Regions from separate parts of the Mus musculus genome. Here regions 2, 3, 4, 5, 6 and 7 are each linked to region 1. Evidence: chromatin contacts called from public HiChIP or PLAC-seq, Micro-C and promoter capture Hi-C data. All regions are on one chromosome and are shown on one strand. The core of a region is the stretch at or near the end of the contact, and the rest is flanking DNA. Distances in the headings are between cores, read along the strand shown. Region 1 holds the start of Rab11fip2 (RAB11 family interacting protein 2 (class I)). Region 2 holds the start of Eno4 (enolase 4). Region 3 holds the start of Prdx3 (peroxiredoxin 3). Region 4 holds the start of Eif3a (eukaryotic translation initiation factor 3, subunit A). Region 5 holds the start of Nanos1 (nanos C2HC-type zinc finger 1). Region 6 holds the start of Cacul1 (CDK2 associated, cullin domain 1). Region 7 holds the start of Pdzd8 (PDZ domain containing 8).

Evidence for each region. Promoter capture Hi-C pulls out the DNA fragments that hold promoters and counts their contacts. A called contact is a pair of places that touch in the nucleus more often than the background predicts. HiChIP or PLAC-seq counts read pairs in DNA pulled down with a chosen protein or histone mark.
Region 2: a promoter capture Hi-C map of liver shows a contact between it and region 1, with 2.6 times the contacts expected there. The contact joins the promoter of Eno4 here to the promoter of Rab11fip2 in region 1. A contact is called at or near these places in 1 of 39 promoter capture datasets (liver), 3 of 484 Hi-C or Micro-C datasets (CD4 T cells, CD8 T cells and LSK cells) and 1 of 9 other capture datasets (adipose tissue).
Region 3: a promoter capture Hi-C map of pre-B cells shows a contact between it and region 1, with 4 times the contacts expected there. The contact joins the promoter of Prdx3 here to the promoter of Rab11fip2 in region 1. A contact is called at or near these places in 2 of 39 promoter capture datasets (liver and pre-B cells), 1 of 484 Hi-C or Micro-C datasets (CD4 T cells) and 1 of 115 datasets of contacts at active chromatin or transcription factors (thymic regulatory T cells).
Region 4: a promoter capture Hi-C map of pre-B cells shows a contact between it and region 1, with 4 times the contacts expected there. The contact joins the promoter of Eif3a here to the promoter of Rab11fip2 in region 1. A contact is called at or near these places in 2 of 39 promoter capture datasets (liver and pre-B cells) and 2 of 484 Hi-C or Micro-C datasets (CD4 T cells and pre-B cells).
Region 5: an H3K27ac HiChIP or PLAC-seq map of microglia shows a contact between it and region 1, with 8 times the contacts expected there. The contact joins the promoter of Nanos1 here to the promoter of Rab11fip2 in region 1. A contact is called at or near these places in 2 of 39 promoter capture datasets (liver and pre-B cells) and 1 of 115 datasets of contacts at active chromatin or transcription factors (microglia).
Region 6: a promoter capture Hi-C map of pre-B cells shows a contact between it and region 1, with 5 times the contacts expected there. The contact joins the promoter of Cacul1 here to the promoter of Rab11fip2 in region 1. A contact is called at or near these places in 10 of 39 promoter capture datasets (HPC-7-derived erythroid cells, embryonic stem cells, erythroid cells and 6 more), 4 of 484 Hi-C or Micro-C datasets (embryonic stem cells, granulocyte-monocyte progenitors, myocytes and 1 more), 4 of 115 datasets of contacts at active chromatin or transcription factors (embryonic stem cells, extraembryonic endoderm stem cells, memory CD8 T cells and 1 more) and 1 of 9 other capture datasets (liver).
Region 7: a Micro-C map of embryonic stem cells shows a contact between it and region 1, with 8 times the contacts expected there. The contact joins the promoter of Pdzd8 here to the promoter of Rab11fip2 in region 1. A contact is called at or near these places in 8 of 39 promoter capture datasets (the 3T3-L1 cell line, cranial neural crest, fetal liver and 5 more), 10 of 484 Hi-C or Micro-C datasets (the AML12 cell line, CD4 T cells, CD8 T cells and 4 more), 7 of 115 datasets of contacts at active chromatin or transcription factors (astrocytes, bone marrow-derived macrophages, effector CD8 T cells and 4 more) and 3 of 9 other capture datasets (adipose tissue, embryonic stem cells and pancreatic islet).

What each region holds. Positions count from the first base shown.
Region 1 is chr19:59,941,672-59,945,205 of GRCm38.p6, reverse strand. Rab11fip2 (RAB11 family interacting protein 2 (class I)) reads left to right here and starts at 1,842. Exons shown (of 6, transcript NM_001033172.3): 1 at 1,842-2,558. The coding sequence starts at 2,206.
Region 2 is chr19:58,941,528-58,945,061 of GRCm38.p6, reverse strand. It overlaps Eno4 (enolase 4), which reads right to left and starts at 1,637. Exons shown (of 14, transcript NM_178689.4): 1 at 1,441-1,637. The coding sequence starts at 1,605. It also overlaps a transcript of Hspa12a not described here.
Region 3 is chr19:60,872,771-60,876,304 of GRCm38.p6, reverse strand. Prdx3 (peroxiredoxin 3) reads left to right here and starts at 1,767. Exons shown (of 7, transcript NM_007452.2): 1 at 1,767-1,873; 2 at 3,042-3,177. The coding sequence starts at 1,838.
Region 4 is chr19:60,788,683-60,792,216 of GRCm38.p6, reverse strand. Eif3a (eukaryotic translation initiation factor 3, subunit A) reads left to right here and starts at 1,524. Exons shown (of 22, transcript NM_010123.3): 1 at 1,524-1,748. The coding sequence starts at 1,700.
Region 5 is chr19:60,754,120-60,757,653 of GRCm38.p6, reverse strand. Nanos1 (nanos C2HC-type zinc finger 1) reads right to left here and starts at 1,667. Exons shown (of 1, transcript NM_178421.3): 1 at 1-1,667. The coding sequence starts at 1,388. The coding sequence ends at 585.
Region 6 is chr19:60,579,068-60,582,601 of GRCm38.p6, reverse strand. Cacul1 (CDK2 associated, cullin domain 1) reads left to right here and starts at 1,579. Exons shown (of 9, transcript NM_030197.2): 1 at 1,579-2,274. The coding sequence starts at 1,884.
Region 7 is chr19:59,343,840-59,347,373 of GRCm38.p6, reverse strand. It overlaps Pdzd8 (PDZ domain containing 8), which reads left to right and starts at 1,594. Exons shown (of 5, transcript NM_001033222.3): 1 at 1,594-2,655. The coding sequence starts at 1,787.

The DNA.
Region 1 (3,534 bases), core at 593-3,092:
CACTGTAAGTGCTTTAAAAACACAATCCATTATTATAATTGCCTATTGTTTAATTACAACCTCTAATAGAAATGTGAAACCTTTGAAATGCAGTTTATAAAACTAGGCTTAAATTGGATGTCAAAACACTTATTTTGTTTCTCTACAAGTTTCAGGTGTCATATTATTTCTCTCTAGAGATGCTGGTGAAATTCCACCACTGACTGCTCCAATGTACTCTTTACAAATCCCTGAAAATATTTTTTCTTTAGAGTTGACAACTGCCCGCTCTGGGATCCAGATGCTATGTGCACAGTGAGATGATTTTGTTCTGCTTTGCACACATGGCCTTTTCAAACACTGTCTCCCCGGGATGGAAACTCAGCTCTCCCCGGGATGGAAACTCAGCTTGTATAACAGAAGTTCTAAAACTTGCCCGATAATAATAAACCCAATACCTTACAGTTTATGACCATTTTAAGTTGGATAAAGCACATTCCTATCTATCATATTTATTCTCAAAATTAGTCCCATAAAGGGAGAAAAGCATTTAGTCAGTCAACAGATTGGTTAGCATGTCTGTTTAATGCTTAGTTCTCTAAAGTCCTTCAGGGATGTCTAATCTTTTGACATTGCTTGGAGAGCTGTTGTCTGTCTGCAAAGTTCTCCCTGAAGAAAAGCACAATGCAGTTAAATACTCTCATAGCATTTAAGGTTGGGTTTGGCCTCATTCATAGCTATTGTTGGCCGCAGGTTGGATGTGCTGCCAGGAAGTGCAGTCCAAAGAGCTTCAGAATTTTCCTAGGCAGACATGGACAGAAATAAAGTCAACAGAGGTAGTATGCATCTCCTGAGACTGAAAAGCAGAGACAGTACTCCTGTCCTCTCTGGCCATGAAGTTGGGGTTTGGATTCCTGGAGGACTTGACAGTGAGCGCTCAGGGAATGCTTTTGACTTGGACGCCATACACACAACTTAGAAAGGGGGAAAAAAGACTAAATAGTTCCGTAGAATTATGGTGGCAGGCATGGGGGCCTGGTCTTCTGACGCCATCCCAAAGCGTCTATGATCTTTATTAAGCAAGGGAATCTTTATTAAGCAAGAGAATCTTTATTAAGCTTTGGAATCTATCTGCATCCTTTGCTTTTGGTCTGTGCTCAGGAGGAGGTCCCTTTAGTCAGTTGAAGGTTTCCTCTTCAAGACGATGGAGAACGGTTGGACGAAGTCTGAACTGTCACTCAAGAAGAACTACCACCATTAAAGGACACCAGCGCCCAGCTAGGACTGAACACACAGCTGGAACAGATTTCTGCCTTCCAAGATGGAAACCGGTTCTCTCCCAATAGCGGGCGGTGTATAGGGCCCAGTGCCGCCTCCCAGAACCCCTTGTCGGCCTCTGCGGGCTCACAGTTCCCCAGCCCGCTGCAACCGACAGGTTGGAACCTCAGCACCCACCGTCCAGCGCGCGCATCCCAGCCTCCGCGTCCCGCACCGCGCGCCCCGTCGTCAAGGCAACCAGGGAGGCGCTGACCCCCAACCCCGCCCGGCCCCGCCCCTCGCGCAGCCCCACTCAACATGGAGACGGCCAACCCGGAAGTGGCGCGGCCGCCGCGCGCCGGGCGCTAGGAGCCGCGGGTTGCTGGCCAGGCCTCACCCGGTGACACCGCCCGGCCTCGGTTTGCCACCCGCGCTCCGCGTCCCTCCGACACCGGTCCAGGTCGGCCGCTTCCGCCCCGCTCGCCCAGGCCTGCGCCACTCTTGGGGGGGAGGAGCCGAGGCGAGGCCGCGCGGGCGGGCGGAGGGAGCCAGGCCCCACGGCCGTCGACGGTTCGTATCAGCCGGGTCGGAGGAGGAGCCGGGCCGCGCGGGGCGGAGGCCGGGCCCTAGGGGCGCAGGTTTCAGGATAGCGGCGAAGCGGGGCGCGGGGCTGCGCGCGGAGGCCCGGAAGGCGCGGAGGTGATGTGGGCCCCTGTGCTTCTACGGAAGAAAGGGACCCCAGCAGCGGCGGCGGCCTCCCTACCGGTCCTCCTGACAGCAGCCCTTAGGGACCTCGCGGCAGCCCTGACTGCCCAGCTCACTGAAGTGCTCTTAAGGATGCAGTGATCAGGGTACGGGGCTCTCCCCGCGGGAGGGGCTCTGCCTGCGCTTCTGAACTCTGCGCAGAGAAAACAAAACAACAACAACAAAAAACAAAACCGAAAAACAAAACAAAACAAAAAACCCAGAATGATGCTGTCTGAGCAAGCCCAAAAGTGGTTTCCAACCCACGTGCAGGTCACAGTGCTCCAAGCTAAAGATCTGAAGCCAAAAGGCAAAAGTGGTACCAATGACACATACACCATAATTCAGTTGGGCAAAGAGAAGTATTCTACATCTGTAGCAGAGAAAACCCTGGAGCCGGTCTGGAAGGAGGAGGCCTCCTTTGAGCTGCCTGGGTTGCTCATGCAGGGTAGTCCGGAGAAATACATTCTTTTTCTTATAGTGATGCACAGGTCCCTGGTGGGACTGGATAAGTTTTTAGGGCAGGTGGCAATCAATCTCAATGACATCTTTGAGGACAAACAAAGAAGGAAAACAGAGTAAGTTATATAATTTATTTTGAATTTTGGGTACTTAAAGATATATGGATTTACTGTTCTTGAACATAGTATATTTGAGGCATTGGTCTTTGGGATTGAAATAGGATCCAGTATTAAGCACTTCTCTTTGCATGACTTTGAAGGGAAATAGCCTTTACTCTGATTTTTTTTTTAATGGAGTGATTAGTAAACCATTTTTTTTTCTCATTTCTGTGTGAGGTTAAGAGCTCTTAGTGGAATATTTTGCACTGGGTTTTAATACTTTTTATAAGAGGCCTAGAGCATGAACTAGAAAACCAGAAAATTAAATATATGCGTACCATTAGGTCTATGTTTGTTGAGCACTGTTAAAAAAATAAATTACTAGTAAAGGGTGTCAAAAGATAAGTTACTAGGTTTAGAACTCTTTATTTCAGCATTGGAAACAGTTGGCCTTATTTTTGCTCCACCAGTTTTCAGGGTCAGTACTTCTTGATAGGGTAGAAAGTTGTTAAAAGAACAAAAGTTTTGGAAGTCTGCACAGACATCTTCAGTCTTGAGCCCACTGACATTTTCCCTTTGAATTTACAGTATAGTGGAGCTATTGTTTACTGAAGAATTAGTTCAGCAAAGCTGTTGTGTAAGATCAGAGACAGTGATTACAGTCTTGTGATGCAGTGATTTAATGACTTCTTCGATGAAAACATGGCTTTTGAAATTGAACTTTCTAGCCTAAGTTAGATATACTTAATTTAAGAAATCAAAATTCAAATCAACACTAGGATGTTATGTGCTAAGTTGAAACAAGTAGCATCTTTGGAAAGGTAGGTCTGCTGTCCTGCTTTTAGCTTACATGCTTGTACACGCTTACCTTACACGCAGAGCTTGTAATGGGCCTGAAGGCTCATTGAGATGGCTGGAGTTTGTGAAAAGAGGGCTGAGGGAACTCATCAGAGGACTGCACTTTTCCCAAGTAGCTTAAAAAAAAAAAAGAACA
Region 2 (3,534 bases), core at 388-2,887, 1.0 Mb after region 1:
AATCCGAAGGGGATAATTTTTATCCCTGCCCACCCCCAGGCAGACATCTGGCTTGTCAACAGTGAAAACCGTGTTCCCCTCACCAACCATCAGCTGATGCACAGTGACACCTAACTCCAACAGGCCTCTTGGGAAGCTTAGTAATTGCAATTTCCTTTAAGTGGCAGAGCAGAAATCACTTGGAAGGGATCCAAGATTGACTTCTGAGCGCTGTGCCTACTATGGGCGCTGACACCCTTGGGCAGGTTGACCAGGGTTGTCCAAGAAAGCAGGCTGAGCAAGCCATGAGAAGCAAACCAGTAGGCAGCATTTTTTTTCTTCCTATAGCCTCTGCTGCATTTCCTGCCCAGACTTCCCTCAGTGATGGGCTGTGGCATGGAAATGTAAACCAAATAAACAAGTTCCTAAGTTGCTTTTGGTCAGAATGTTGTAGCAAAGGATAGAAAGCAAATGGGGCCGCCCCTAACTAAGGTATGGGAGTTCCCAAAGAGCTGTACAAACCAGTGCCAGGCTGCCTAACAGACTAGGAAGAGACAGGGTGAGGTGTCCTTTTAGACAACGAGTTAACAGTTCCTTCAGCAAGAGAGAGAGGGATTGAAATCTTTATAAGGCCTTCACTCACCTATTCCACAAAAAGTCTATAATTGTCCCTTTGTCCCACAGTGCAGGGGTAGGGGTGAGGGTGGGGGTACTAGTTAAAGCCCTGAGGCCCAAGTTCTTTATTTAAAAAAGGGAGGGTTGTTTGTTTGTTTTAAATCTTGCAGAGCTTTTAGAGACGAAGACAACGAGTGGTAGGTACCCCAACTCCTTTCCAAGTCACATCTGATGCACAGGAATCCCCCTCCTCAGCAGCCAACCATTAGGTAACTCAAAGGATTACTGTAGGATGGCCCTAGGAGAGCTCAAGGACACTCAGTCAACAACGGAGAAGGGCCTCCGAGTGAAATCTGCATTTTGGCAGTCACTGGCCCGAGACGTTGGGTACCTAGCCAATGCAGGGTGCGTGAGGTTTTCACACCTGGGAGCTTAGACTTGGAATCTGAGACATCAGGGGGGAGTGGAAGCCAAAGGAATGGGACCCGGGGTGGGCTGCAGCCAAGTCCCTGGCATTCGTTTCGTGGTCCAGCTTGCGTCCCCGCCCGCAGGTAAGGTAAGTTCAGCGTCAGGTCTGTGGTTTAGAAAACCAACGGCAGGTGAGCTCCTTGGATAGAAAAGAAGCTCGCCAGTCTCGGAGCAGACCTGAGCTACAGACCCATTCAGGGTCCTCTTGTCAACTCTCCGCATCCTCCCCGCGCAGCACGCTCGCCCTGCTCTCAGCTGGGCATCCCCTAACCCTTCTGCCCAGCAGCGCGCAGGCGCGACTCCGTTGCGCAGGCGCAGACGCATCGCGCTGCCGCAGCGTGGGCCAGAGGGAGGAGGGAGCTCCCCGCGCGTCCCTACCAGGTGCCCGTAGACATCCGCAGGCTGGAGGTAGAAGGTGGAGTTGAGCAGATCTTCCAGCTTGCGCGGGACGTCGTTCTCCTGGTAGTACGCCATCGCCTGCTGCTTCAGCTTCTGCAGGTCCCTAGTGATCCCGCCTCTGCGGCCGCCGTCTTCATCTCCCATGGTAGGAGACTTAGGGCTACAGCGGGGTTTTGCCAGGGGGCCCGCCAGCGTCCTTTTGTCGCTAGGCAACGCAACGAGATCACGACCCCTAGATCTCGCGAGGCTTCCTTCCCTTGGTGGACCGAGACTCAAGCTTTCCGTTCGGGACCCATCGTTGTCCCGTCCGCACTTCGCCTTTCTTCAATGCTTCGCTCTTAGTGCTCTCTCGTCCCCGTTTGTCACTGTTCCTCGGACAGTTTTGCAGACGGGGAGGCATTTAACGATTGTTTGAGTTCGTTTTGCAGAAGCTGGGGAGCGGTACCCGCCACTTCAACTCTTGCAGTTAACGAGGGAGAGGGATGCAAGAGCCCAGGGTGCCCTTCCTGAGCCGTGGAGGTCCTGGGCATGCATCCCTTCCAACCCACGCACTGTGCTTGCTGCACGCCTCGTGATGCTCTCTCTCAGAAAGCTCCCTTTGGGGGAGATTACTGAGAGTGAAACCCAGTGTAGGAAGTAAGACTGATGATGCTTTGGAGAGACCCAGGGCGAGGTGGAGGCCATGCAAAACGCAGCCCATGAGAAAGTCCTTGGGTCATGGTCTGTAGCAGCGGGCTGCCTGTTTACTGTGACAGTTAGGTACCAGACGCAATGATAGAACTTATTTCTGTGCTCGTTACTTGGATGGTGCAGGACGATCCAAGTAATGGATAGGAGTGGGCCGAGACAGACAGGGTGTTTTCGTGTTTTTTTTTTTTTATTGTTGCCTGTTTTATGTTCCCAACAGAAAGCAGGTTGCTTAAAAGACTTGTGCCTTCATTGCTCATCTGGAAAACGTAATCTTACCTGCTCTGTCCGCTGGACAATCACTTAAAATAACCCCGAGTGCGAAGAGGCATTTGGGAACAGTTGTTTTCCATAAATGTACTGTTGGATGTAGGTGGATAAAATACCTGATTCTGTAAGTACGCTTATATAACCGAGACCCATTCCTCCCTGCTCTGGACTCTCTTTGAGGACGATTTCCTTTCTGTGGTGTGATGGGTCATCACACACTTGCCCTCCCCTCTGGCTGGCTGCAAGTCCTTGGATGGTGGAAGCAGAGACTTAGTCATCTCCTTGTCCATCGCAGAGCTGAGCGCTCACAGCTGGGATTTTAGTGCACCTTTGTTTAAAAACGAGCCCACAATGTTGCCATTGCTTTTATTCCTGGGTGTGGCCGTCCTCATACCAACCCGCCTCCTGTGGAAGGTACCTCCTTCGCCCATCCTGTGAAGGTTGAGTTTTGTGTCTTAAGAAAAGCTGTGCTTCACATTCTCACCCCCCCAGCAGACTGCTCTTTCTACTGATCTCCTTGCCCACTTGAAACCTGGACCACAGACGTGAGCCCTCATCTTTTAGGGCTGACCCATTTGACTTTCTTCTTTTTCATTCTTCTGTGCTCAGCATGAATCTCTGGGCCTACCACCTGGATGCAGCCACTGAACTATATCTCCAGACCTCATTTAATTTTCTTTTCCTTTTTTTTTTTTTTTTCTAGTTTGTGACTTGGTTTTATGTATCTTAGGATGGCCTCAGACTGGCTGTGTAGTGGAGGCTGACTTTGAACTTCTGACCCTTCTGCTTCTATCTCTGGAGTTCTGAGTTAACAGGCGTGAGCAACCGTGCCTAGTTAACGCAGTGCTAGGGGTAGAACCCTGGTCTTCATGCATGCCAGGCAAGCACTTCACCAGCTGAGCTATAACCCCAGCCCTCATTTAATATTTTAATGGAAGACTGGAAGTATTTGGGCTGAGACCACTATGCAATGGGTTCTTCGCTCTCTAACCCACTGTCCTCTATGTCCCATGAGGACAGGGTTTGTGTGTCTTGTTCAGTACTGCACTTATGGCATCAGTATATTCCTTTATAGATTAGATGTTCAGTAAACAGTTACTGGATGAGTGAATCGAT
Region 3 (3,534 bases), core at 518-3,017, 930 kb before region 1:
CCATTATCTAATGTTCTATAATTCTCAGCTCCATTAATCACATGATGTTTTCACTACTCCAAAAGCAAATTCTACCTATATTTGTAATATGAGTAAGAGTACACTTGTAACCTCAGTACTAAGAAGAAGCAAGTAGGGGGCTGGTGAGATGGCTCAGTGGGTAAGAGCACCCGACTGCTCTTCCAAAGGTCAGGAGTTCAAATCCCAGCAACCACATGGTGGCTCACAACCATCCTTAACGAGATCTGACTCCCTCTTCTGGAGTGTCTGAGGACAGCTACAGTGTACTTACATATAACAAATAAATAATAATAAAATAAATCTTAAAAAAAAAAAAAAAGAAGAAGAAGCAAGTACAGGCAAGAAGGTGACCTGTGCTATCACACTTCAGAGTTTTGTTTTGTTTCAAGTGGATCTTAATCTGTAGCAAAGCCTGGCCTTGAACTCTTGGCTATCCTCCTGCCTCAGCCTCTCAAGTGCTGAAATTACAAGTATAAGCCATCAAGCTCAGCCTTCATCCTTTTTTATGTCTGAATTATATTCCATCACAGACTTGAACACCAAACACATACACTGGGTACCAGTTAAGTTCAAGGCAAGTGCTGTGAGGAACTTGTTGAGATGTCTCTTTAGGTATAAGGCTTTTTTTTTTTCTCCACAAGACAGGTACACTGTGTAGCAGCTAATGGTTCATGGACAGCTAGATTTATAATTTTTTTCTTTTATGAATATTTCTGATATAGTAGAGAGCAAAATAAATAAATAATAACATCAGATCTCAGTATGAGAAACTCAAAATGTTTTTAGGTTTCTTTCAATCATCTGACCTACAAATGAATGCCTCTGACCACCTTCTCTTTCTTTTCAACAAAACTCGGACTTTCAGCAAATAACTGTATCTAGCTGGAACTTTGCAGTATTTTGCACTAGTGTGTTTATTTTTAATTCCCTTCTATTTATACTGTTATAAGTAGAAGTTTAACTATTTCCTACTTAACATTTCTTTTCCCATAAGATTATTTGCACTTTAAAATGAGCTAGCATAAAGAAAATATTATTTAGATAATATGCAGATGTGAGAAACTATATTAGTAACAGAACAGTGCTTGGAAAATACCAGCTTAGACATGGCATTTAGTGTGGTTATCATGTGAATTTTATTCTGTGTTTGATGTGGTACTTCAAAACCGTGCCCTCCAATCATTACTTGGTATCTGCGTTAACAAATAAATTGATTTAAAATGTGTCCCAATTATCCCAATTTTGAGGAGAGGCCAAATGAACGCCCCCACACAATATCAAAGGTTTTCAAGCACACTAAACTCTGATGTCCCTAAGTCGCTTAGCTTATTAAAGAACTCAGATAACTAAGTTTGTTCCACTGAATGCAGAAGGCAGAAGATCCCACCTGAGATAGAAAGGGAACTGGATTCTTTCACAGACAGACACTTTCTACTACTCTAAATTAGCGAAACAAAATCAACAGGAAATGTCAATAAGTGTCTACTTCCTAAATTGAATTTGATCTTTATACGTCGGTACCATAAATAGGAATCCAAGCATTCAGGTATTCAGGAGGTCAAAGGGAAATTTCCCCCTGAGCTGGAAGGAGTGGTTCTACGGCTTCTCCCCTAAGTCACAACCACACACCCAGGTCCAGCCTCTTTGCATAAACCACACCCCTCCTCCACCCACTCCTCGTAAGCCCCGCCTCGCTGAGGCCCCGCCCTCATAGGGAAGCCCGGAGCAGAAGCCACGCCCCAGGCAGAAGCACACCCGGCGTGCTCCGGCTACTCCTCGGTATCTCCGCCTATCGTGCCTCTTGCGTGCTCTGAAGATGGCGGCAGCTGCGGGAAGGTTGCTCTGGTCCTCGGTGAGTGGCTGGCAGCTGGGCAGGCGCATGACACAACAGCGACTCTGGCCCGCACTTGTTTCCAGGACCGGATCGCGCACCCTTAGGTCTGCTGCCCACTAGCTCCTATGGGAGGGAGTTCTCAGCTCGGGGACCTCTAGGCCTCCTGCGGCTAGAAAGGCCCTAGCCCCTGCGCAGGACAGCCTTTACACTATCCCCGTGGGTGATGTGCTCTCCAACAAGTCCTTGTGCTTGATGGTCCCCTTGCTGTTTCTTCACTAAAGCACCCAGGCCTGACTTTTGAGGCCAGTATGCTGACTACTGTGTTCTAGGATCTGTCACCAAATATGACCTTGGCCAAGATACACGTGTGTGTGTGTGTGTGTGTGTGTGTGTGTGTGTGTGTGTGTGTGTGTGTGTGTGTGTGTGTGGTTTTTCGAGACGGGGTTTCTCAGTGTATCCCCTGGCTATCCTGAAACTCGCTCTGTAGTTCAGGCTAGTCTGGAATTCACAGAGATCCGACTGCCTCTGCCTCTGGAGTGCTGTCTGGCTTGACTTCACATTTCTGAACCTTAGTTTTTCCTACATCTCGACATGGCTGTGGGCTCATACTTAAGTCTGAGTATAAACAAAGTAACGGGAGTAAAAACAGTAACAGGAGCCTCTTTCTACTCCCACACTCAGGCTGGACTCTGCCTTGGTATCTGCTGTTCTCTAGTAGCAGCCTACTGTCTGTCCTCTTGCCAGCCATCCTCCTCTCCTTTCTCATCGCCGGGCTCAGCCCTTAATTTCCTGTCCCATGTTGGACATCAAAGTTGAGCAAACACTACTAACCTTGAGCTTGGGCCAAACACTCCCAGTGCATGAACTTCACCCTATTCCTTGACTGAGAGCCTGGAAGGGACTTTTTCTGAGAAAAACCTTGATGTGGCTACATGATGCAGCAGTTAGCTCCAGGTGGGGGAGGGTACAACTACTCAGCCTGGCCTAGCCTTCCTGAAATTTTGGAGATTTTTTATTCTTGAAGCTTTATTCTTATGATTTTCTTGTAGACTCAACCCATGCTCTTAATTTGATTTGGTATCTGTTTCGTTGGGAAAAGGGTCGTTAACAAAGGATGACAGCAGCAAGGCAGAATTCAGTCACCCTTTCGGAAAGCCTTCCTAATTGAAAGCATTTTTCTTTCCAGGTTGCTCGTCATGCAAGTGCTATTTCCCGGAGTATTTCTGCCTCAACAGTTCTTAGGCCTGTTGCTTCTAGAAGAACCTGTTTGACAGACATACTGTGGTCTGCCTCTGCCCAAGGAAAGTCAGCCTTTAGCACCAGTAAGTGTTACTGTGCTCTAGTCATATCCAGGTAAAAGGAAACCCTTATCAGCCACTCTGGACCCTGGCTATACTTGAGGCTTGTCCTTGGAGATTTTAAACATGGATATGAGAATAATGTAGAGATGGCTGGATCTAAAAGGAACTGTTAGGAACAGTGAGTCCTTGGCGGTGTCAAAATTTTAAAACTTACTTTTAAGAAAACAGAAAGAAAATGGAAGCCAGTGGTGGAGCCACATGCCTTTAATGTGAGCATTCAGGAGGCAGAGGCAGATCTCTGTGATTTAGAGGCCAGCCTGGCCTACAGATCAGAAAACCTTGTCTCGAAGAACCAAAAAGGAAGAAAAAAAAAGTTGC
Region 4 (3,534 bases), core at 275-2,774, 850 kb before region 1:
GTTTGGCTTTTAAAATTTGACTTAACTATAATATACACAAAGAAACCCTTTGATCATGCCCATAAAACAGTTGGTAAAGCTTGTAAATACTGGATGCTCTTTTACACCAATCCTGTCCGGGTACTTGTTTTGGAAGGTGAAAGTTCATGATTTAGCATGGTCTAAGCATTCTGGAGGAAGAACTCTTGAAATGAACTTTAACATATTTTTTATTGTTTTTAGTGTGCCCTGTATCTTTGAGTGGGTATGTTCATGTGAATGCAAGTGTTGGGTAAGCCAGAGATGATAGATACTCCAAAACTAGAGTTATAGGTGGTTATGAGCAGTCTGATGTGGCTGAACTAGAGTGCTCTGCAAGATTAGTATCTCTTCAGACCTTTAAATAGCTTTAAAATATTTCTCATTAATTTGTTTTTCGAGAAAGGTTTTCCTCTGTGTAGCTTTGGTCTATAGAACTCCCTGTATAGACCAGGCTGGCCTGGAACTAACAGGGATCTGCCTGACTCTGCCTCCTGAGTGCTGGGATCAAAGGCCAAAGGCGTAGATTCTCACCACGCTCAGGTTTTATTTATTTTTTAAGGTTTCCTCATTCATTGACACAGTATCTCATTAACTCACATGTCCCATACTATTGTAAAATATGTAATAAACTTACAATAATTTATTCTTTTCTTCCTGAATTTTCTCTGAACCTTTGTGTGGTGCCAGGGATTATGGAGGCCCCTGTGTGTGCTAGAGGAGCGCTCAGCCACTGTACAGCCACAGCCCTGAACTCAAGTTAATTTCCTACCAAGAGCCTAATAATTCGACGCGGTTTAAATGGCTTTCAAGCTCTAAGCATAGTAATTAATCTGTGAACACTACATTTGTTAGGTAGCAATAAAAGACATGGCTTGCAATAAGCCATTTCTTCACCAACACATTTCTTATATTTGTTTGTGACGTGAGCTGTATGTAAAAATCGATGACACTCGCGTATTTTCAAATATACAAGCCAGGTTCCTGGGTCTTCTACTCCCCTTCTTTCGGGAATCCTTGGGACACTAACCCTAGGAGGATACCAAATAACTCTGTTTATTATTCGTTTGTTCCCTCCCCTTCCTTGTCAATCAAGTGACTGGTGACCTATTTTTCAGGGATGAACACCACTGGCCAGCGATACGGGGTCAGCACTTCCGTTCAGTATTTTCAACCTTTCCAGGAGAGGTCCCGGCAGAGGCGATGCGACCCTAACGCGGCCTGCTTCCGCGCACGTCATTTTGGCTATGACTGTGTAGACACTGCCTTTTCTCGTCGCAGATCAGACCGCAAATTTCCCTTTCCCACTCTGTGTCCGCGGGGGGCAGAGGTGGTCGGAGAAAACGGTCCCGAAGGTTCCCTCCCGCAACCAAAGAACACCACAGCTCGCGCTGCTCGGCACCCAGCGCCACGTCAGCCCGCGCTCGAGACGCCAGCGCGCCTGCGCGCGGAGAAAGGCGGAACATGCGCAAAGGCCTGCCTCCTACATCCGGGGCTCGGGCGGCGGCGCTGCCGCCGCGAGGGAATCACGTGGTTCCTTCCTTTCCGTCTCTGGCCGGCTGGGCGCGGGCATCTGCTGGCGAGGCGCGTGGAAGCTCGCGCTAGTTCCCCTCCGCCTTCTCTCCCGGTCCAGGCCACTAGGGAGTTCGCTGACGCCGGGTGAACTGAGCGTACCGTCAAGATGCCGGCCTATTTCCAGAGGCCGGAAAATGCCCTCAAGCGCGCCAACGGTGAGTAAGGCAGCGGGTCGCGCCGCGCAGGGCCGGCCCGAGGCCTGGGAGTTTCGAGGGCCTCCGCCTGCTGCCCGCAGCCCGGGCTGTGGAGGCCAGTGGTCACGGCCGCCGCCACCGGGCCGCGTCTGCGCACGGCCTCCCTACTCAAGCGGGCCGCGGCGGAAGGCGCGGATCAGGAACCGTCGCTCTGGTGTGTGTTGAGTGGCTGCCGCCCGAGGCTTGCGTCGCAGGGCCACGGCCCAGCGGGTCAGGACTCTCGGGTCTTGCGATTCTTCGCTACGATCGGCCTTCTGCTGGCTTTTCAAACCCGCGGGCTGCTTGGGAAGCCCCGCGCTCCCTGCCGCCATCTGGGAGTGCCGGGAGGAGGAAACATGGCTCCCTCCCGGGGACAATGCACGCGAGAACCTCCGCTCCACCTCCCGCCGGGGTCGGGAGCCGGCTAGTCTACCTTCACTCCACCTCTCGGGCACGTCTGGTTCCTGATCCCACGCGGAGGCCTTCTGGGTCAGGGTCTACTTCCCTCACTACTAGTTTGCACTTCAGGCCTCTGCTCCATTAACTTGTTTCCTGTGGTGTCCTCCCCCCCACCCCCCGAAATGATGAGGGTCATTTCGAAAGTATTTCGAATCCAGTAAAGTTAGTATTCTTTAGGGATTTAAAAATGATCTACCCAGACAAGCCCTAGAAAGAGTGATTTCCCCAAGGTCACTTGGGAGTGTCAGAAAACTAAGACCAAGGTCTCTTGATATCCAGATCAGCTTTTTGTTTTTTGTTTTTTTGTTTTTCCTCCACCGCAGAGCCACTGAGTGCTATTTCTATTTCCATACGTGTGCTTAATTAAGCCTAGTGCTTGCAGGAAAGACTTGCCCGGATCTCTGACATTGTGTCGTGGAAAACTCGTGTGCGCATATCTGATCTGACCTTTAAAAATTGCTTTTTATTTTTTAAAATAAAACCTGATAATTCAGTATTTGTGCCCTTTTCAACCCTTCCAGTCCAAACTGGAAAAATAAACCATGTATGTTGCAGGTTTTTGTTTGGCAAGCTTGTTAGAAGTGGAAGTTACATTTTGTGAAAAGGCCATTTGACTCAAAACTTATAATAAAAGAATACTGCTGATAATTTTCAGGAATGAAGATGTGTTGGTTACATACATTAATATTTTTTGTGGTTAGGAAGCAGTCTGGAGTAGAATAATAATGCACTGTGGGTCACCCAATACCTCTAGTACTAATCTATTATTGAAAATAGAACTAGCTAATTTAGGACTTTTAATGTTTTGAAACTTAGAATTGCATTGTGCTGTAGAAAATGGAATTGGATAGACTTACTAGGTATAGCTATTAATATATGTTTAAGTTGTAACATTTAGCAGCAGTTACCATAGTAGTCTAGTTAAAGCACTACAGTCTTTGGCCTACATACATACATAGTAACATGCTGACCTTATCTTTCTCCTGTTTGGAATCTTCATGTGAACTTGGTTAATATTACAATAAAGTTTTAAAGTAGAAAGGTTACATAATGTGTTCTAAATTTCTTTTCACAGTTTCTAAGTTGACTTGATTAATGATGAGTAAGCTGGGGAGAGTGTTAGCAAAGTAGACTAGGACTTTGTGGTACTGTGTGGCTAACTTGGGTCTTGGTGCATTTTCCCTAAGGCCCGTATTGACTTCTTGCTGCAGCCCCATTACAGTTTCCCAAGTAGCAAGTAGTGATGCCTTAGCTTCCCAGGGATTTGACAGGAGCAGATTGTCTATCACACGTGCGGCACTGTTTGTAG
Region 5 (3,534 bases), core at 418-2,917, 810 kb before region 1:
CTGATGCATAAAAGGATAAGGAACTGTATTCTACCTGCTACAGATTGTGCCTTTAAGCCTCCCATCTAGGACAGAAACAAGCCACGAGGAAGAACACCCTCTCAATACTGGGAAGTGCACTAAGTTGCTTTACCTGCAATTAGAATGACAAACTAAAATAAATTAATTGCATCAAACAATAAAAGTCATTTTGCCGACATTCCATACAATTGTTAGTTTTACACTCAGTTCAGAGGCTATTAAAAATACTTTAGACGTTATAAAGTGCCTCCATTCATAAAACGAAACATCCAAGATGAGAGACAATTTCATACGGTTGCGCACCTAAACTAGGCCGACGTATACAGTAAACAGCGCCTCATTCACCGCAACTCAACCGGTGGTACACCCGCTCAGCCCTCACCGTTCTGGATGCGCGTTTTAGAAACTAGGGACAAAATTCAAGATTTCAACGTCAGAGACCGACCACTCCACAAGAAAGTGCTGCGCTCCTGCGGCTTCCGTAAAATCAAGACGACTTCCCAAATTGAGGCAAGGGAGAGGAGCGCAGGTTTCAGGTGTACACAGCTTGATGCAGCCCGCTCCTAGCGCAGCTTCTTGCTGGGCAGGCTGTCCCTGTTGCTGCGCGGCGGCGGGCGGACGGTGGGCGGTGGCACTTTGGAGAGCGGGCAATACTTGATGGTATGTGCGTTGTCGCCGCTGGCGCCGCACAGGGGGCACGTGTAGCGGCGCAAGACCGGGCACAGCACCCGGCCGTCCGGGCCCTTGAGGATGTGTGTGGTGTAGAGCGCCACCGCCTCCTTGTTGTTCCGGCAAAACACACACACCTGAAGCTCCGGTTTCAGCAGACGTGCGGCGGTCGCCCCGGAAGCCGCGTGCAGACGAGGCTCGGCAGCCCACGCAGGGCTTGGCTCTTCGCGCGGCGTCACTTCGGCCGTGGATGCGGCGGCGGCGGTGGTGGAGGCGGTGGGCGCGCAGCCCAGCAGAACCGCGGCGGCGCGCCCTGCAAACGGGTTCAGCTCAGCGAAGCGCTCCTCCAGCAACCCGGGCTCAGCGGGGCCGGCACACAGCTCTAGTGCGCGCAGTTCCAACGCACCGCCCAGGTAGCGGCCCCCGGCCTCCGGCTCTTCGCCGTCATCGTCTTCATCGTCCTCGGGCGGCCCCATCGTGGGCCCCGCCGCCGTGGGCCCGGGCCCCTCATGCGGGGAGCCGCGGTCGCTAGCCCTGGTGATGAGCGTGGCAAGCCCCAGGTAGTCGTTCCAGGAGCTGAAGGGCTGCGGGTGCACCGGGCCCGAGGCGCTCACGTAGCGGGCGCTGGGCACGAGCGCCATAGGCGCGGGGGCGCGGGCGCGGCGGGGCGAGCGTGGCGCCCAAGGGAAAGCCTCCATGGGCCGGCAGCGGGCCGCGCGCCTCCCCGCCGCCGCCGCCGGCAAGGGCCAGACGGAAGGGACGCAGGAGCTTGCCCGCCGGCCTGCCGTGGGGTAGGGCAGCCTTGCTTCCTTTTATCGCTCCCGCTTTCTCCTGTGCCCCTCCTCGCTGTCTCGGCCCTGCCCCCTGCGATCCTCCGCCCGGGCCACTGCGCCCGCGCCCCCGGACGGAGGCGGAGCGGAGGCGGGCGCGCGCTCTTCTCCAGCCCCGCGCGTTTCCTGCGCCCCGTGCGCTGCGCCCACCTCACCAGCTGCGGGGCGCCTGGCATCCTGCGAGGGGGCGGGTGAGGCGCCGCCTCGGGCCCTGGCGCTCAATGGCTGCGGACCTGACTCCGCGGGCGCCGGTCGGGACGCTGATTGGTGGCGATCGGGGAAGGGGCGGGCGGCGCTTGCTGGGAGGGAATGGCTGTGCAGAAAGCGACTGAATGAGGCGGTGGCTGGGGCTTGCTTTTGCACGAGCGTGGAGACCTCAGCCGGTAACCCAGCTTGGGTTTTTGTTTTTGTTTTTTTCACTGCGGGGTATTGAGGATGCCAATGGCACAGATCGCAATGAAGCAACTGGGATGCACTTGCATCCACTTGCAGGTTTGGCTGGACCGGGTTTATGGTTTGAAGCTACCACTTTCCTTTTTATCATCATCAGCAAGAAAAGCTGGGGGAGGCAAGGCTAGGCGCTAGCTCCCATCAGAGCCCAGCTAAAGACCCAGTGACTTCAGTTGGCACAGCGCTCTGGAGCACTTTCCACAGGGTGAAGTCCTCCCACAAACTTTGAGGCTCAGGGAGGAAGCTCACGATTTATATAGTTTATATGGTAGTGAGTAGTGGAGGATCAAAACAGGTCCAACAGGTGTTCAGAAATTGGGGCCGTAGGCTGTTCACTTACTTAGGTTAGGTGGAGGCTACAACTGGGCTAGAAATTCTTACTACGGACCAGTTTGTGTGAAGCTCCTCTTCAGGGTGCTTATATGGAAATCTAGGGTCTGTGGAACTTGAAAAACAGCATATTCAATGCTTTGAAACAGATAACATTTTCTCTTTTTGGTAAAACCCTGGAAAATAAAGGACTTACTAGGAGGGAAAGAAGTAGTCTTGCTCTTCCCTGGAAAAGAAGCAACTTAAAGTGATAAACACCAACAACCTCAAAAAATAATTTGAAACTAGGAAAAGACACCGAGGACTCTTCTGGAATGTGACCTAGGATGAGGGTCAGAAAATGCTCTGCAGAGGAGAGGGCTGATCTAGCTTTCCCACTCTGTACCGTACAGTGTCAATGGAAGCAAGGTGGTAAGACCTCTCCTCTGATGCTGTGAGTTTTCTTTGGGTGGTAGGTCACATTCACATGTTTTGGCTTAGATTTTTTTTTTTTTTTTTTTTTTTACAAACCTACTTCAATAAAGGTTCTTCAACACATCAGGCTACCTTATAGCCTACCAAAGGTAGGGGAGGAAGAACGGTTAATAGGACAAGGGGGTCATGGACCTGTTTAGAAGTAGTTATTCCGACCTTTGTTGTCAGGATATCAGCAGTCCAGTTCAATAGTGTCACCAAACATGAATCAGTAGCTGCAGACCAATCCAGAAGAAACCATGAGGCTCCAACAATGGGCGTGGGTCCATGGAAGTGGCAGGAAGCCGCCAAAATATGAGGGTTTTTTTTTTTTTGTTTTTGCAAGTTACTCTCTATGAAGTCACGAAAAGTGAAGATCAGCAAAGAAATCACGCCAATGTCAGAGCATTGTCAGTGAAGACCGGCATCCGCCAGCAAAGTCCAATGAAGGCCAGTAAGGCAAACCAATGCCACAGTGTGTCTGTTGGGTTATACAAAGGATGCTCAGAATTTGGTTCTGGTTTGGGTTAGGGTTAGAATGAATGTGCGGGTGAAACAGATCACTTGTAAGAGGGATCTTTGGGATCATCTAATTTAGTCTTTACAGGTGAAGAAAATGAGGACACCCCTCCCCCCACAAGAAGAGATGGAGTTCTTGAAGGTCAAACAGTGACTATGTCACGGTTAGAATCAGGACTCAAGGCAGGCGACCACCCTGAACACCACAGCACAGAAGGTTTTTTTAGGCTAAGTTTGTATTTACATCGGTGCGTAGCTGGAA
Region 6 (3,534 bases), core at 330-2,829, 640 kb before region 1:
AACAAAATACACATGAACAGTTCAGTATTTAACAGTGTGCTGGGAAAAACTCCTTAGAGTAGGGCCTTCTAGGAAAGTTTACTATAATTGTACCAATCTCATCAGTTCTAAAAGTTTTCATAGTCACTTTCAGATTGATGAGTTGATAAAAGATTAACACAGTGGGGACTTACCAGTTATCCTTCAGTTAATGGTTTCTGTGATGGCTATTTCTGGTTTGTCAATTTGACTACACCTGGAATGAACTACAATCCAGAAATGGAGGGAACACCTGCAATCCCGATCTTGAAGCTGGAAGACACCCAGGTCTTGACATGGGATGACACACACTTTTGATCTAGAACTTGAGGCACAGTGCCCAGGAAAAGCTTAGGCCCAGACAAGATGGTATACACATTTAATCCCAGGAGACAGAGGCAAGCATATCTCTGAGTTCAAGCCCAGCCTGAGACAGAGCAAGTTCCATTAAACAAAAGCTTAGGTCCAGGCATGGTGGTACACATCTTTAATCTGGGCCGCACCTTCTGCTGGAGGTCTACATAAGGACAATGGAAAAAGCATTCATTCTTTGCCTGCTTGCACTTGCCAACACATCTGTTGGAACCTATTTCTTCAGGATTCTAGTTTATACAGAAGACCAGCTGACTTAGCCTGGTGGGATTGAGCAACTACTTAGATTCTTAGAGCTCCCCATCACAGCTGGCCATTGCTAAGTTAGCTGGACTGCAGACTGTCATTCATCCCAATAATTTCTCTTAATACATAGAGACATTCCATAAGTTCTGTGACTCTAGAGAACCCTAATAGTTTCTAACTGCACAGTGGTCAGAGAATGTGGTTATGTCAGTCCTCAGACATGCAGAGACACTTGCTTAGAGACACAGTATGTTTATCTTTTGTAAATGTTTCACATACTCTGGGAAGGAATGTATATTGTGCAATTTCTGAATCAATATTCTGTCCTTCTTAGTTTGGGATACCTAGGGCTAAAAAACGGCACACACCAACAGTCTACCCTTTGGAGTCTGTACCCAGGGCCTACTGCCACACTGTCCTTTCATTCCCCAAGCAAAGGCTCAGGCTGCGAGGTCAAGGTCTGGGTGGCAAAAAGCCTGTGTCGGTGGGGGACCCTCACTATGGAAAGGTTAGCCAGCATGGGGTATGAAGGGACACTCAGAAGGCTGAGGAAAGAGGACTGCTTGGAGTTAGTTGGAGCCCAGTTTGGAGTACAAAAAGAAAAAAGAAAAGACGAAAAGACTAAAAAAGAAAAGGGAAGGGGGCTGTTAAACATAAGAGCGTTGGTGCGCCGTTTTTGGGTCCACTCTCGGGCACACCCAGACTAGTTGTGGCAACAAGTTAGAGAATGCGCGTGCGCAGACCAAAGTCCTTTATCACGTAATGTCGGCCGGGGGCGGGGCCAGCGAATCCGGGTCTGGACACCTGGTCTAAACTGATGGGGAGGGGGGAGTGGGGAGGGGAGGGAGAGGGAATCGCGCCGCTGGGTGCATTCGCCTTGAGGTGACTCATAGCTCCCGCCCCCTTTTCGCCCAGCTTTCTCCAGGCCGTCCCTCGCATCACGTGCCTTCCTGGCCGCTCCCCCAGAGCCCTTTCCAAAGGCCAGAAGAAACTGCTGTAAAATGTCGTGAGGGACGTCAGCCCTTTGCGGCTGCCTCTCAGAACCAGACCCCGGGAGTGCCCACCTCAGTCAGCGGTTCCTCCGGCGGAGTCGTCTTGACGGAGGGCGAAAGCGCTCGGTGCGCCACTGGATTTTCCGCCGCACCCGCGAGGGCTCCGGGCGATGTGAACTCGAGGCGGCTTCTGCGCTCCCAGGCCCGGGGGCTGAGGTGGGCGGGCAGGTGCCTGGGAAGCCGCGGCCCGGCGGGATGGAGGAGAGCATGGAGGAGGAGGAAATGCTCACCTACGAGGCAATGATGGACGACCAGAATCACAACAACTGGGAGGCCGCCGCGGACAGTTTCCGCCAGCCTCCGCCGGCCCCGCCGCTGCCCCCGCCGCCGCCGCCGCGGCCCTCGTCGTCCATCCCGGATCCAGGCCGAGAACTCCCGGGGGGACAGCTGCTGGCTGTGCACGCGGGCTCCATGGAGAGGAAGGGTCCTAAGGAAGGGCTCCCGATGGGGCCTCCGCCCTTGCCGGAACCAAACGGGGTGATCATGATGTTGAAGAGCTGCGACGCAGCCGCCGCGGTGGCCAAGACGGCCCCTGCCCCCACCTCCAGCTCCACTATCAACATCAACACCTCCACCTCCAAGTTCCGTGAGTCTGTCCCTCCTCCACGACCCCACCCCCACCCCCCAGCCAGGCTTCTCCACACCAGCTCGTGGAATCCCCCCGCCCTGAGAGTAACTCCACTTCCTTTGTTCCAGGCTTAGTTCTCTTTCCTTCTCTTAACCCTCCCACCCTGATTCGGTGTCTGCGGCCAGTATCCGGCCAGCCAGCCAGTGTTGCCTGTTACACCTGCGCAGCCTCAGCTTATGCTTTAGAAAAGATCTTTAATACTCCTGATCATCTCTCAACATTAGTAAGCTCTTCTCTAGGGTGTCCCCTTCAAAGTTTCACCTTACAGAGCGAGAGGGAAAAGTAAGGCGGTCTTGAATTTCGTTAGAGGCCTTTCGTCTTTTTTTTTCAACCAGAGAGCAAAGAAATGTGTTCTTGTATTCTTTGCCGCTGTACTTTTAGCAAATCGGGCTTCTGAACGTTGGTCTCTAGCAACTCTTTGTTCTCTGTGAGTTTTTGCATCCTGTCAGGGAATTCTTAGTTACTTCTACTATGTAGTGGGAACTGCTACAAGTCTTTGAAGTTGATGTGTAAAATCACGTTCCAGAGAAGCGGTTCAGCAAGTGACTGTAACCAGGATCCTACCGCAGGTTGAACTTTTTAGCGGTCTGCCTTGAAATTCACTTGCAGATAGAAGATAAAAACTGACCCCAAAATGTTCACAATCAGGCAGTGTGCTTCCATAGCTAGGTAAAGAATAAGGTAGTAGTGCTTTTTAGTTCAGAGTGGTGGTGACAGTGTAAAAGGAACGTGGTGGCCAGGTCCTTGTTAGCTGCAAATTTAGAATGGCATCTCCTAATGTAACTGGAGATTTTATTTCTAGTTAAGTTTTATTAAGCTATAACAGTAATTGCCCACCTAGCTGTTGAAATTTTTTTTTGTCCTGATGCAGATAGTCACAACCTTAGAAAAAAGTATTTATGGGACTAGCACACATTACTTATTTGCCTTCAAGATACTGCTTTAGGCAGACACTTTGGTGTGGGTGTAGAAAGGAACTTTTGTTTATGATTATTCCCTGTTAGACATACACATGACAGTCATTTACACAATGCAGTTTGTATGTTGATTAAGTTGTGAAACTAGACTTTATAGTTGCAGTGTGATTTACCTTAAATGCTGAAGACAGTTTGGATTAATGCTTAAGTAGACTTTCTTTGATGAGTTAAGAAATGAACATTAAGAGCAGAAGTCGTCATCAGCTAAGCTCAGAGCAAAAGAATTTGCCACACTTAAAGG
Region 7 (3,534 bases), core at 345-2,844, 600 kb after region 1:
GGGCAAATGCCCTCAAAGACACTCCCAGACACACATTTAGGCCTCCCTAGGTGTTTCTCAGTCAATCTGGTTGATAAGATTTCATTACATTATCAATTTGCTTCCAAAGTTCTATACTTGGCTCAGCTGGGTCAGAACTCTGGTTTAAGGCTCCAATCACCCAGTCAAGACTAGAAAGGATCCCTGTACTGATGTCTCAAGAGCCAGCCTGAATCCACGAGGGTTTTAGTAGCGGAATACCTGACCTCCCTAGGACTAGACAAGTTGTGTCGGTGAGGACAGATAAAAACTGTGATGTAACAACTGAGTAGTCAGAAAGCACCAGAGGAAACACCGTTGCCAGGGAACACAAAGGCTTCTGGCTCTATTGGTACCCTCTGCAAAATCTTCCACTTTTCCCAGTCTCTGCATCTCCAACTCTCCTTTATGGAGCAACTGGGACCTGATCCCTGATCGGCTTTTTAAATTTTTATTATTTTTTATTTTCAAAACCAAAAAGCTAAGCTGAGCGGTGGCGGCATACGCCTTTAATCTCAGCACTTGGGAGGCAGAGGCAGGTGGATTTCTGAGTTCGAGGCCAGCATGGTCTACACAGTGAATTCCAGGACAGCCAGGGCTACACAGAGAAACCCTGTCTCGAAAAACAAACAAACAAACAACCCCCCCCCCCAAAAAAAACCTCCAGCATCCTCCGTGTTATTATGCCAAGTAGAAACCAAGGACTTAGGATCCCACGATGTGACCCCTAAGCAATTTCTTTACTATGCCACGGGTACCACGGGTTATTCTGTGAAATTGGTAGGCACTAAAAGTAATGGCCTGAGGGATGGACTCCGGATAATGCCCTCAGAGAGGAAAGAAGGGAGGAGGGGGGCGTGAACAATCTGAATGGAGTCGCTAAGACACCTTCCAATATGCTGGCAAATTCACTCAGCTCACCCACTCCTCCCAGACCTCAAATAAACTTCTTTCTCACTTAAATTGAAATCCCCAAGGTAGGAAAGTTAGTCCCCTTCTCGCGGTTCCGCTTGGTCCCTTCTCGGGGCCCATTCTCTGCGGATGCAGGTCTGCCGGTCTGTGCGGGCTAGCGATGGCAATCCCTGATGCAGTCTGTCCTCTGGCCGGCTCGGGCAGTGTCCCAACCGCCTGTGCTCAGGCTCTCTGCGGCGCTGCCCTGCAGGGGAGGCAGCAACACACTGAGGGATGCTGGGCGGTCGCCACAGAGGTATCCGGCAGGACCCACGGCCGCCGCGGGGGATGGGCGCGGAATAACGGACGGCCGCGCCGGGCCCCGTCAGCCCGACTTATCCAGGTCTCCTTCCGTTATCTCGCGCCCTCCGGAGACGACGGACGCACGGATCGCCGCGCCGCCGGCGGCAGGAATGCAGGGGCGTGGGGGGAGCGGCGCTGGAAGCGCGCCGAGAGGTGGGAAAGGACCCGCGTCCAAGCGCGCCGGGGCGCCCGGCGCCGGGGGCGCGCACGCTCTGACGTCACGCGCCGCTCGCCCAATGAGCGCAGGCTCTGTGGGGAGGCGCCGTTCCCGCCCTCGCCCGCCGCCGGTCCGCCGCTCGGGCCGCCCCCGGGGGAGCGTCTGAGGAGGCGCGGGGCCGCGGCGGGCTAAGGCGCCGCCAGGCAGCGTCGGACTGCGGACGCTCGGTTCGGGCCCAGGGAGCCGCTCATCCGCGACCGATGTCCTCAAGATGGAGGCGGCGGGGGCGACGGCGTGAGGAGGAGGGCGGCGCGGAGAGCGCGGGAGCAGGCCGAGGGTTGCGGCGGGGGCGGCGGGATGGGGCTGCTGCTCCTGATCCTGGCGTCGGCCGTGCTGGGCTCGTTCCTCACGCTGCTCGCACAGTTCCTGCTACTCTACCGCAGACAGCCCGAGCCGCGGGCGGACGAAGCGGCCCGCGCGGGCGACGGCTTCCGCTACCTTAAGCCGGTGCCGGGCCTGCCCCTCAGGGAGTACCTTTATGGCGGCGGCGCCGAGGAGCTCGCTGCTTGCTCCTCCGAGGCCGGCGCCAGCTCGACCCCGACCCCCGACAGCCCGGCCCCGCCGACGCTGGAGACCTGCTACTTCCTCAACGCCACCATCCTGTTCCTGTTCCGGGAGCTGCGGGACACCGCGCTCGCCCGCCGCTGGGTCACCAAGAAGATCAAGGTGGAGTTCGAGGAGCTGCTGCAGACCAAGACGGCCGGCCGCCTGCTGGAGGGGCTGAGTCTGCGCGACGTGTTCCTGGGCGACACGGTGCCCTTCATCAAGACCATCCGGCTGGTGCGGCCCGTGGTGGCCTCGGGCACCGGCGAGCCCGACGACCCCGACGGGGACGCGCTGCCCGCCACCTGCCCGGAGGAGCTGGCCTTTGAAGCGGAGGTGGAGTACAACGGCGGTTTCCACCTGGCCATCGACGTGGACCTGGTGTTTGGCAAGTCCGCCTACCTGTTCGTGAAGCTGTCTCGCGTGGTGGGGAGGCTGCGCTTCGTCCTCACCCGCGTGCCCTTCACCCACTGGTTCTTCTCCTTCGTGGAGGACCCGCTGATTGACTTCGAGGTGCGCTCCCAGTTCGAGGGGCGGCCCATGCCCCAGCTCACCTCCATCATCGTCAACCAGCTCAAGAAGATCATCAAGCGCAAGCACACCCTGCCCAGTTACAAGATCAGGTGAGAGGAGGGTCAGGGGAGCCGAGGCTACCCGGGGGAGGTTAGCCAGGGAAGGGCCAAGGCAGATTCCCAGCACGACCCTGGCCTGCAGTTTGCTTCCACCTGGACTGAGGCCCCCAAGCAAAGAAAGGCGGGTAGTGGGCACTTCCCGTGCTGCCAAGGCAGCACAGGGAGCTGGAGGCCTGAGCGCCTTGTCCCTGGCCAGTCAGTGAGTGCCTCTCCTGGGTCTGTTGAGACACACTTGTGTGTGGTTGTTGCAACCGGAAGGCAGCGGCTGTGTCTGCCTTTGCAGCATCTCCTGCACCACGTGGAAAAGTTGTTCCTGGGCACATTGCAGACCTGAAGGGCGTGCTCACATCCCGGGTGTTTCTGTGTGGCACGGGCCTTGGCAGCTCTCCGGGCAGAGGCACGGGTTGTTGTAGAGGGATGTGATTTGGAGGAGTTGAGTCCGGTGCCAGGTGGTCTTCTCTGTGAATTTGGGGTAACTGTCATCTGCCCTTGGGAAGTAGGCTCCTCACCACAAACAGACCCAGACTTCTCAGGTGTCTACTCCCGGTGGCTGTTCCTTAACCCAATACTCCAAGTCACCTTGTGGGTAATATTTTAAAGACAGTGATTTGAAGTTTTTTAAAGTTCCTCTGTATCTGGCTTTATGTGATGCACTTCTGATTAGTTAATGCATGAGTTTTCTTTTGATGAATTGGAAGTGGAAGGGGAAATGAGTATTTGGAGGATTAGAGGTTTCATAGGTGGGACTTGGAAGGCTTGGTGCAGTAGAAAGGCTCCTGTTTCTTTTAAAACGACCAAATCTTCAACTTCTCTTTCTATCCTCCTTTAACTTTGTGTTCAGTACATAGAACATTTTAGGTTTTGTTGTTT